Linked DNA regions of Sarcophilus harrisii: region 2 is linked to region 1. Evidence: chromatin contacts called from public Hi-C data. All regions are on one chromosome and are shown on one strand. The core of a region is the stretch at or near the end of the contact, and the rest is flanking DNA. Distances in the headings are between cores, read along the strand shown.

The links. A called contact is a pair of places that touch in the nucleus more often than the background predicts.
Region 2: a contact with region 1 is called in a Hi-C map of heart, with 7 times the contacts expected there. The contact joins the promoter of PSMA4 here to the promoter of WDR61 in region 1. A contact is called at or near these places in 2 of 3 Hi-C or Micro-C datasets (fibroblasts and heart).

Annotation. Positions count from the first base shown.
Region 1 is chr2:629,345,011-629,348,971 of mSarHar1.11, forward strand. WDR61 (WD repeat-containing protein 61) reads right to left here and starts at 2,113. Exons shown (of 13, transcript XM_031956776.1): 1 at 2,025-2,113; 2 at 1,415-1,580; 3 at 1,161-1,209; 4 at 317-339. It overlaps LOC116421976 (a long non-coding RNA gene), which reads left to right and starts at 2,146. Exons shown (of 4, transcript XR_004232574.1): 1 at 2,146-2,331; 2 at 3,682-3,961.
Region 2 is chr2:629,532,928-629,536,888 of mSarHar1.11, forward strand. It overlaps PSMA4 (proteasome subunit alpha type-4), which reads left to right and starts at 1,742. Exons shown (of 9, transcript XM_031956783.1): 1 at 1,742-1,829; 2 at 3,433-3,458; 3 at 3,716-3,758. The coding sequence starts at 3,456. HYKK (hydroxylysine kinase) reads left to right here. Exons shown (of 5, transcript XM_012540559.3): 5 at 1-321.

The DNA of each region.
Region 1 (3,961 bases), core at 863-3,362:
CTATATTACCTTTCTATTCAATCAAAGCCCAAAAGATTAAAATAGCTTTAAACCGTACAAGAGAACACGGTTTTTAAAAAGGAGGCGGTAGCTGGAAAGCTCCCTAAGAACCACGAAATCCAGTCCACTGGCACAGAGGCGTCCACTTACAGGTCCCGGGTGGATTAAAACACTATCTGCCCAGAGCTACCTTTTCAGACCAACCCTGTGATGTCGTTACTATAGCGGGGATCTAGCGAAGAACTTCTTTCACCCCTGCAAATCTACATTACGCTGCTTTCTGGTGAGAAATGAAGGCCGGAACAGTGTTTCATACCTTGTTCTTGCTTGAAGAGAATGCTGTACTGAAAAAAGAAGAGGAATCCCATCACTCAGAGAAACTCCTCACCTGTTCCTTATCCAGCCAACGCTCTCCTAACAACCCCTTAGCAGGGGCCCTCAAACTGCGGCCCCGCGGCCCACTGTCCCCCTCACAGCCCCCAGGGCTGCCAAGTTCCTTTATTTAAAGGCCACAGAACAAGGGTTTTGTTTTTGCTGTAGCCCGGCCCTCCCGCACACAGTCTGACGCACAGGGAACCGGCCCCTAGTTAAAAACTGTGAGGACCCCGATCTTGGGCTTTCTGGGGCCAAAGGAACAAAGGTCCGGACCAAGAGGAACCTCGGGCCGGCGGGACAGGGCTTCTCCAATCTTCCCGCTCACTCCCCTTCTGCCCGAGAAACGTTTAAGAAACCCAGGGTAGGCAGGTATGCGTGACAGAAGCAAACGTTTGCTGACACCAAGGCCTAACTCTGTGCTTCCCCACGGGGGTCCCGAAGCGCGGTCTGGGAGGTCGGGGGAGGACGCCCCCAATAGAAGGAGGTGCCACAAGGGAAGAGATCATCAATGACGTAACTCCTCGGGCCGCGCTTACGTCACCTGCTCCTGGCAGGGGCCCTCGCCGGACCCGTTTGGGGCCTCCTGGCGGGGGCACCGGGAGGAGCGGCTATTTCCCGCTCCAAGCCGCTTCACAGAGCGGGGAAACCGAGCTGAGTCCTTGCCCAGGGCCCCCCCCCCGGCCAGGGTTACTGCGCACACACGGAGCCCCCCGGGGGCGGGGGGGAGGGTCGCTGCAAGCTGGGAGGGGGCTGGGCTTCGGGGGCGGGGTCACACCTCCCCTTACCTGGACGCTCATTTCTTCAGGCCAGGAGAATCGGCACAGGCGGAATGTTCTGTGAAAAGGAGGCGTCTTAGGGGCAGCCTCGGCGGAAGGGAGCCCGCGCCCAGAAGCTGCCCCCCTGTCCCTGGTTCTTCCCCCCCGCCCCTGGCCATGGAGCACCTCCGGCGGGCGGGGAGCACGGTCTGAGGCCGACTTCCCGCTCTGCCCTGGCAGATGCCCCCCGCCAGTTGCCCCCAGGCTCCCCGGCCCTGACCCACCAGCTCCGGGATGCCTTGCAGCGGTGCTCAGTTCAACCTCTTCCTTAGCGACAGCGGCGCCGGTTTATGACGTAGAGCTGAGGACGGCGGCGCGCGCAGAGATGACGACAAGCCTCCGAATGCGCGCCACGCGGCACTGTGGAGTCCGTTCGCTCCCGAATGGGCTCTGGAGGAAAGGAAAGAAAGATGAGACGGCCCTCAGGCCACGCCTCTTAGATTAAGGAGCAGAAGTGCCCGCCCTCTTCCCCGCCCCCCCACCCCGGGGCTCTAAAGAGTCAAAGAGGGAGCGGCCCAGGCCCCCCCCCCTGCGGCCAGGCCCCGCCTCTTTCTTTGGACTCAAGAGGCGAAGAGATAGCGAAAGGGGAGGAAAGGCTGAAACGGCTTTCAGGCCGCGCCCATTCGTCCTGACTCCGCCCCCACTTTTAGAGCCCCGCCCCTCTCTCCAGACCACATGGAAGTGGGGAAACAAACCCAGCTGGGGCAATGGGAGGGGCGAGAGCGTGAACAACAATCCCCGCGAAGCGCGGGGCCGCCGGGTAAGAGTCCCGGGGTCTGCTCTCGGGCTCCACCTGAAAAAGGGTGGGCAAGGCCCTGACTCCTCCCCACGCACCGGGCGGTCGACTCAGCTTCTGGGAGCCCTAGGCCGTGACGTCCGACTGAAGCAGCCGAGTGTCTGCATGTGTGCCGGAAGCTTCTACGCCGAGAGTTCCTCGCCGAGCCGACCAATGGGCACTGGGCTGCCGCCGGTGGGAGGGGCTTCAGCTCCCGCGCGGCGGCGCTCTCGGCTGCAAGGCTAGGGTACCCAAGCAGAGAGTATAGTCCATTTCACCGCCGCTGCTTCGATTTCACCGCCGCTGCTTCGATTTCACCCGCTTGCGGTCAATTTCACCTTCTTGAGATCAGTTTCACCCGCATCGGTGCGTTAGTCTCGGATGGGTCAGCCTGTCTCTCCCCTCCACCCCCGAAAGAGCAGGTCTGACTCTGTCACTCTCCTACTCCATAAACCCCCGTGGCTCCCTACTGCCTGCAGCAGCAAATACAGATTCTGTCTGACATTCAAAGCCCTCCAGACCTGCTCCCTCCCCCTTTCCTCCTCACATCGTGTCCCGTTCCAGGAGATCCGCCACCCTGAGCCCTTCTCCCTGCCCCAGGCATTCGCGCTCTCCCTCCCTGATGAGAGGCTCTCCCCGGTCCTCTGTGCCGCCCGGCTTCCTACAGGTCCCATGTCTACAGGAAATGTTTCTCTTGGGACCCGAAGGCAGAGAAGAGGGAATCCTGTGGTCCGTGTTTAGTTGTGATGTTAAGGAAAAGTCCATTGCACACCCCTCCCCCGCCCCAGCGCGCCTCCCCTCCCCTGAGATGTGTTCTCCTGGCTGGAGAGAGGGATCCGGCAGGAGACAACCAATAAAGGCCCCCTTTATTCTAGCGCCTCCCCGCTCCCCATTATCTCCAAGCCGCCCTTCATCCATCTTGTCTGCACACCGGCAGGCAACCTGCGAGGAGCATCGACGGGGTTCGGTGGTTGGAGGGGGACCCTTGGAGGCAGAGCTCCTCAGATCCAGTCTCGGAGAGTTACTAGCAGGGCGACCGGGACCAAGTCACTTAATTCTGCCTCAGTTTCCTCAACTGTAAAATAAAGGATAGCACCGACCTTCCAGTCTTGTTTTGAGGCTCAAATAAGAGAATATCAATTACTATTGATAATATTAATAATATTAAATATTAATGCTGAGTGCCAAGCATTGGGTTGGACCTAGTAGGCACTATTATCATATTGTTGCTGTTTTCTCCCCCATTAATCTGTGAGCTCCTGGACAGCAGGACGGTCTTTGCTTTCCTCTATATCCCCAATACTTAGCACGGTGCCTGGCACACAATAGGTGCTTAATAAATGCCTTTTTTTTTTTTTTTTTTGGTTTAACTTGATATGAAGACCCAAAAATGGTAGTGAGGAGCTAGGCAGGTTTTAATGCTGATGTAGGCAAGTTACTTCCCTGAATGAGAAGCTAGGTGGCACAATAGGCCTAGGTCTGGACAGAGTCAAGAAGAATTTATAATCTGGTCTTGGACATGTAACAGCTCTGCGACTCTGGGGAAGTCCCTTAACCTCTATCAGCCTCAGTTTCCCCAGCTATAAAGTGGGGATGATAATATAACCATCTATTTCATAGGATTTCAAGAACAAAACATGTTTAATATATGTCATATATGTAAATGACTTGTAAAATTTAAAGCTCTAAATTAATGTTTATTATTTTCCTCTTTAGACCTTGTTTTCCTCTTCTATATAATAAAGAAGCCCGCCTGGATAGCTCCTAGGAACTGTCTAGGAACAGTTCCAAGAACTGCATTCTACCGTGGAAAGAATAATAGATTTGAAGACAGAAGCTCTGGATTCTAATCCTGACTGCTACTTATCTATATCGCTGATCTTGAGACATCATCTTCTATGTCTAAGCCTCGGTTTCCTTATCTGTAAAATAAAGTGAGTGGACTAGGTAACATCAAAGACCCCTTCCAACGCTGAATCTATGATTTATGACCCCA
Region 2 (3,961 bases), core at 492-2,991, 190 kb after region 1:
ATTTCTGTCTTCAAGAACCAACCCTTTAATCTTGTCCACATCTTTCTTCAAAGGATACTTCGCTGAGACATACGAGAAGACCCTTCATCTTCATCTGAAGATATGAGATATCACAGAGGTGGGGTGCCAGTGATGGGAACAATACTGTTCTCTGGGTGTGGAACGTGGAACAGAAAATCCATTTCTTCAATATATTAATGAAATTTGATGAATTTTTCTTCCTCTAAAAAAAATCTGTCATCATTAATTTCTTTATAAACCCCAAGCACTAAATAAATCCTACCTGTATTAAAACTAAAAATAAACAAAGCCATTCCAAGATCTAGAACTTGCGTCTCTGTGATTGATTGAAAAGAAAGTTCCAGCAACTACCTGTCCACTGGAAAAGACCATGATGTTGTTAGAGACGGCTACTATTAAGTGTTCAGTGCTTGCCTTCAGACCTCAGAAATCCGCAAACGCTACACATCAGGGCTTGGTTTATTCTGTTATCTGACCTTAAGAAAGTAATGGAGAAAATGCTAACCATGCTCATTAAATTTTTTAATTTTTTTAGATTTTAGATCTAGATTTTTTCTTTTATTTAATTTTTTATGTATTTTTAGAAATTATAACTTTTTCTCGACAGAGCCCACGTCTGGGTTGGTTTTTACATTGTCCCTTGCACTCGCTTCTGTCCCGACTTTTCCCCTCCCCCCTCCCTCCCTCCCCCCACGGCAAGCAGTCCTACGCATGTTCAGGACGTCACAGGTATCTACCAGCAGCTACGGAGCTGCTCCCACCCGGCTCCTTGGCTCCCTGCAAGCCCTTCCCCGGAAGCCTGCCTCCCGCCTCTTCTAGAGGCGCAGGCTTCTCTTCCCGCTGACCAGGTATCTCTCGGGGAGTTTATACGCTTCCCCCGACGGACTCCCCACAAAGTGTCCACAGGAGTTTCCCGGCCCTGACTGACTGGTCGCTACTACAGACGCGGCGCTGCGGGGGCGCCCGGAGTAAGGGGCTGCGACGCCCCCGTGCGGGAAGCCCAGGGGGAGGGCCCCGCCACACCGCTGACCGCGACCTCGGACCCAGTGGCGCAGCCTCAGTTAACCTGGCGCTGACGCCCCCCTCCGGCCCGCCTGGAGGCTTCCAGGGCCCGGGCCTCGAGCTTAGCGCCCCGAGGGCCCGCCCTCCGACCCGCCTCCGGCGGGGGTCTAAGGCGCCCGGACTGCAGCGCGCCCAGGAGGGGACTCGTTACCACCACTCGGGCGAAAGCGCGAGACAGCGTGCCGGGCCGCAGTCTCCTCCCGGGCGCAGTCCCCGCGCCGCGCGTGGGACGGGAGCGCCTGAGGAGGGGGCGCTCGGTCTCCCCCGCGCCGCGTGCAGCGGCTTCACGCCACGTGCCCGTGCCTGGGGCGGGAAGGTGTATCACGGCGCCCCCCCTTGGGCTCGCCTCCGGGTGGGGGGCGGGGAGAGCAGTCCCTGCTTCCTCTGGGGGCCCCGGTAAGAAGCGAGCCGGATCTCTGCTGCCGCTGGGGAAAGGCCACGAGGCAGAAAGCCACAAGGCGCACCAGGCGGAGGAAGCAAACCTAACGAAGCAGGGAAAGGGAAGGGAGAGCCCACCTGGGCGTCCCGGGGCTGCCCTCGGGAAGTCCGACCCGGTCCCGGGCCGCTCCCCACGTGCTCCCCGCCTCGGATTGGCCCCCGGCACTCTGCGCAGGCGCGGCCCCGCCCCCTACGCCGGCAGTGCGCAGGCGCGAGCGGCCATTTGTAGCGGCGGAACTCGGCCGGCGGCTCGCTGAGGCACGTCCCCGACCCGGCGGAGCGACCCGCGGCGACCCCCGGCACCCTCGGTGAGTGTCCGCCGCCCCTCAGGGCCGGGCGCGGCCGGACCTCTCCGCCCCTCCCGGCCCCACTTGGTTTCCTGGGGTCTCGCGCGCGGCACCATGACGGTGCAGACGCCGCCGCCCCCGGGCCTGACGTCAGCGTCCCTTGGCGGCCACCGTCCGGCCTGCGCTGTGGGGAGGGGGACCCCAGGCGGCCTGCCCGCAGCTGCTCTCCCTGGACCCGAGGTCGCGGGCGGGAGCCGTGTCCTTAGCCTTTGTCACAGTCCCGAGCGGGTCCGTGGGGACCTTCTCGCGTCCGGAGCGCCCGGGCGTGGGGGACCCCGGAGGCCTTCCTGGGCCGGGACGCGCCGCCGTCCCGAGGGGAAGCGGTCCGGCGCCCAGTCTTCTCCGAGCCCGAGCTTCCCCGTCCGTCAGATAGGGCTCGGCAAGTTCGCGCCCCCGTCCGTGCCGAGCTCCGCGGGGCCCAGAGCCCGCCGGCTGCTCCGCCGGTGTTCGGTGCGCGGGGGTAAGGGAGGAAACGGGCCCGGGCCTCCCCCTCCCCAGGGCACAAGCCGGGGTTCCAGTGACCGCCGCGACCCCCGCCCTGCCTCCCCGCGGGCGCAGGCGGCGCCGGGCCCTCTCTGACTGTCTGGGCCGCTGAGAACCTTCGCTTTCGCTTTGTTGTTCGGCTGACACGCCCGAGGGATCTTGGGAGTCCGGCCCTCCTGAGTGTTTCCCCGACTACCCCCCGGGCGGGCGGCGTGTGGGGCTGTGGAGGTGGGGTTGGCCCATCCCCCGAGAGCGGCTCCGAGGGGAGGGGGCAAGAGCAGGTGCTCCCGGCTCTAGCAACGAGGGCTAAAGTTGCAACAAAAGTAACGATGTGGGTGGTGTTTCCTCGTTGGGGACAAGACAGTAATCCTAGCTCCTGCTCTTGCACCCGGAGCCGCTTTTCCCTCCTTTTGCGCCGGAGGAAACGATCTTGGCGGGGCTTGCAGGGTCCCCGTCTGAGGGGCAGAGCCTCGCTCGCCCTCCCCCGGAGCAGCTGGCCTGGGTCTTTTCCTCCTGGAAGCGCCGTAAGTGGGAGGGGACGGACGAAGGGCCCGCGGAAATATAGCCTGAGAATTAGAGTGCAGAATCCCGGCAGGGAACGGTGGCAGAGGGACAGGGCTGGGCCCGAGTCCGGAGGGCTTCGGTCTCAGACACTCAGTAGCAGTGTGCCCGACCCTGGGCAGGCCCCTTAACCCTGTTTGCCGGAGAATCCCCAACTGTGAAGTGAGAATTACAGCATCTGTCTCCCAGGCATGTAGTGAGGATCAGATGAGGCATTTGTGAAACAGTCCGGAGTAGGTCAGTTAATGTTTCCTCTCCTTGCTCCCATTGCTAATTTCTTAAAAACTCTCTTCTAGTTTTGGTCAGTAAAATAGTTTGATAAAGCTGCTGTGCTTTTTTTTTTGCCCTGTAATATTTTTAAGTGGGGAAAAAAAACAGACATTTGTTATCAATTACTGTCATTAAGAAAAGCTCTTGTAACATTTTTTAAATGCCTGGAAAACTGCCAATGTTTTCTCTTAGTAATAGATTTGTTATCACAATGTTTTCTCTTAGTAATAGACTTGTTTTATTTTTCTAGGACTAATATAAAATACAGGAAACATGGTAAGTTACGGACATGCCAGTACTAGCTTCACGGTGGTATTGGTGACAAAGAGCACTGCTTGTCATGCCTCTGGAGCTTGGGAAAACGAAAATGGGTAGAAAACAATTGGGGGAAGTAATCCTAAGATTTTTAAACTATTAACTTTATTTAGTATGCATGTAGTACTTAGGTTTGGTGGGGGTGGGTTAGGAGGAGTTTGCAAATTTATACACATGCTTTTGGAAAGGCAAAATTTCACTGCATATTTCTTTCACAGTCTCGAAGATATGACTCGAGGACCACTATATTTTCACCAGAAGGTAAGTAGAAATTCTTTAGCTTTTCTAAAATCATAGTGAGGAAGAACTGTTCACTGTTCTTTTTAAAACTGTTTAACATTCTCAAAAATAGCTAAGCTTCCTGTCAGAAATAGAACTTTCTGGTAATATGTTTTCCAGATTGATGTAATATTCTGCACAGAAAAGCCAAGGCGTCATCCATAACTTGGTGTTGTTACTGACCC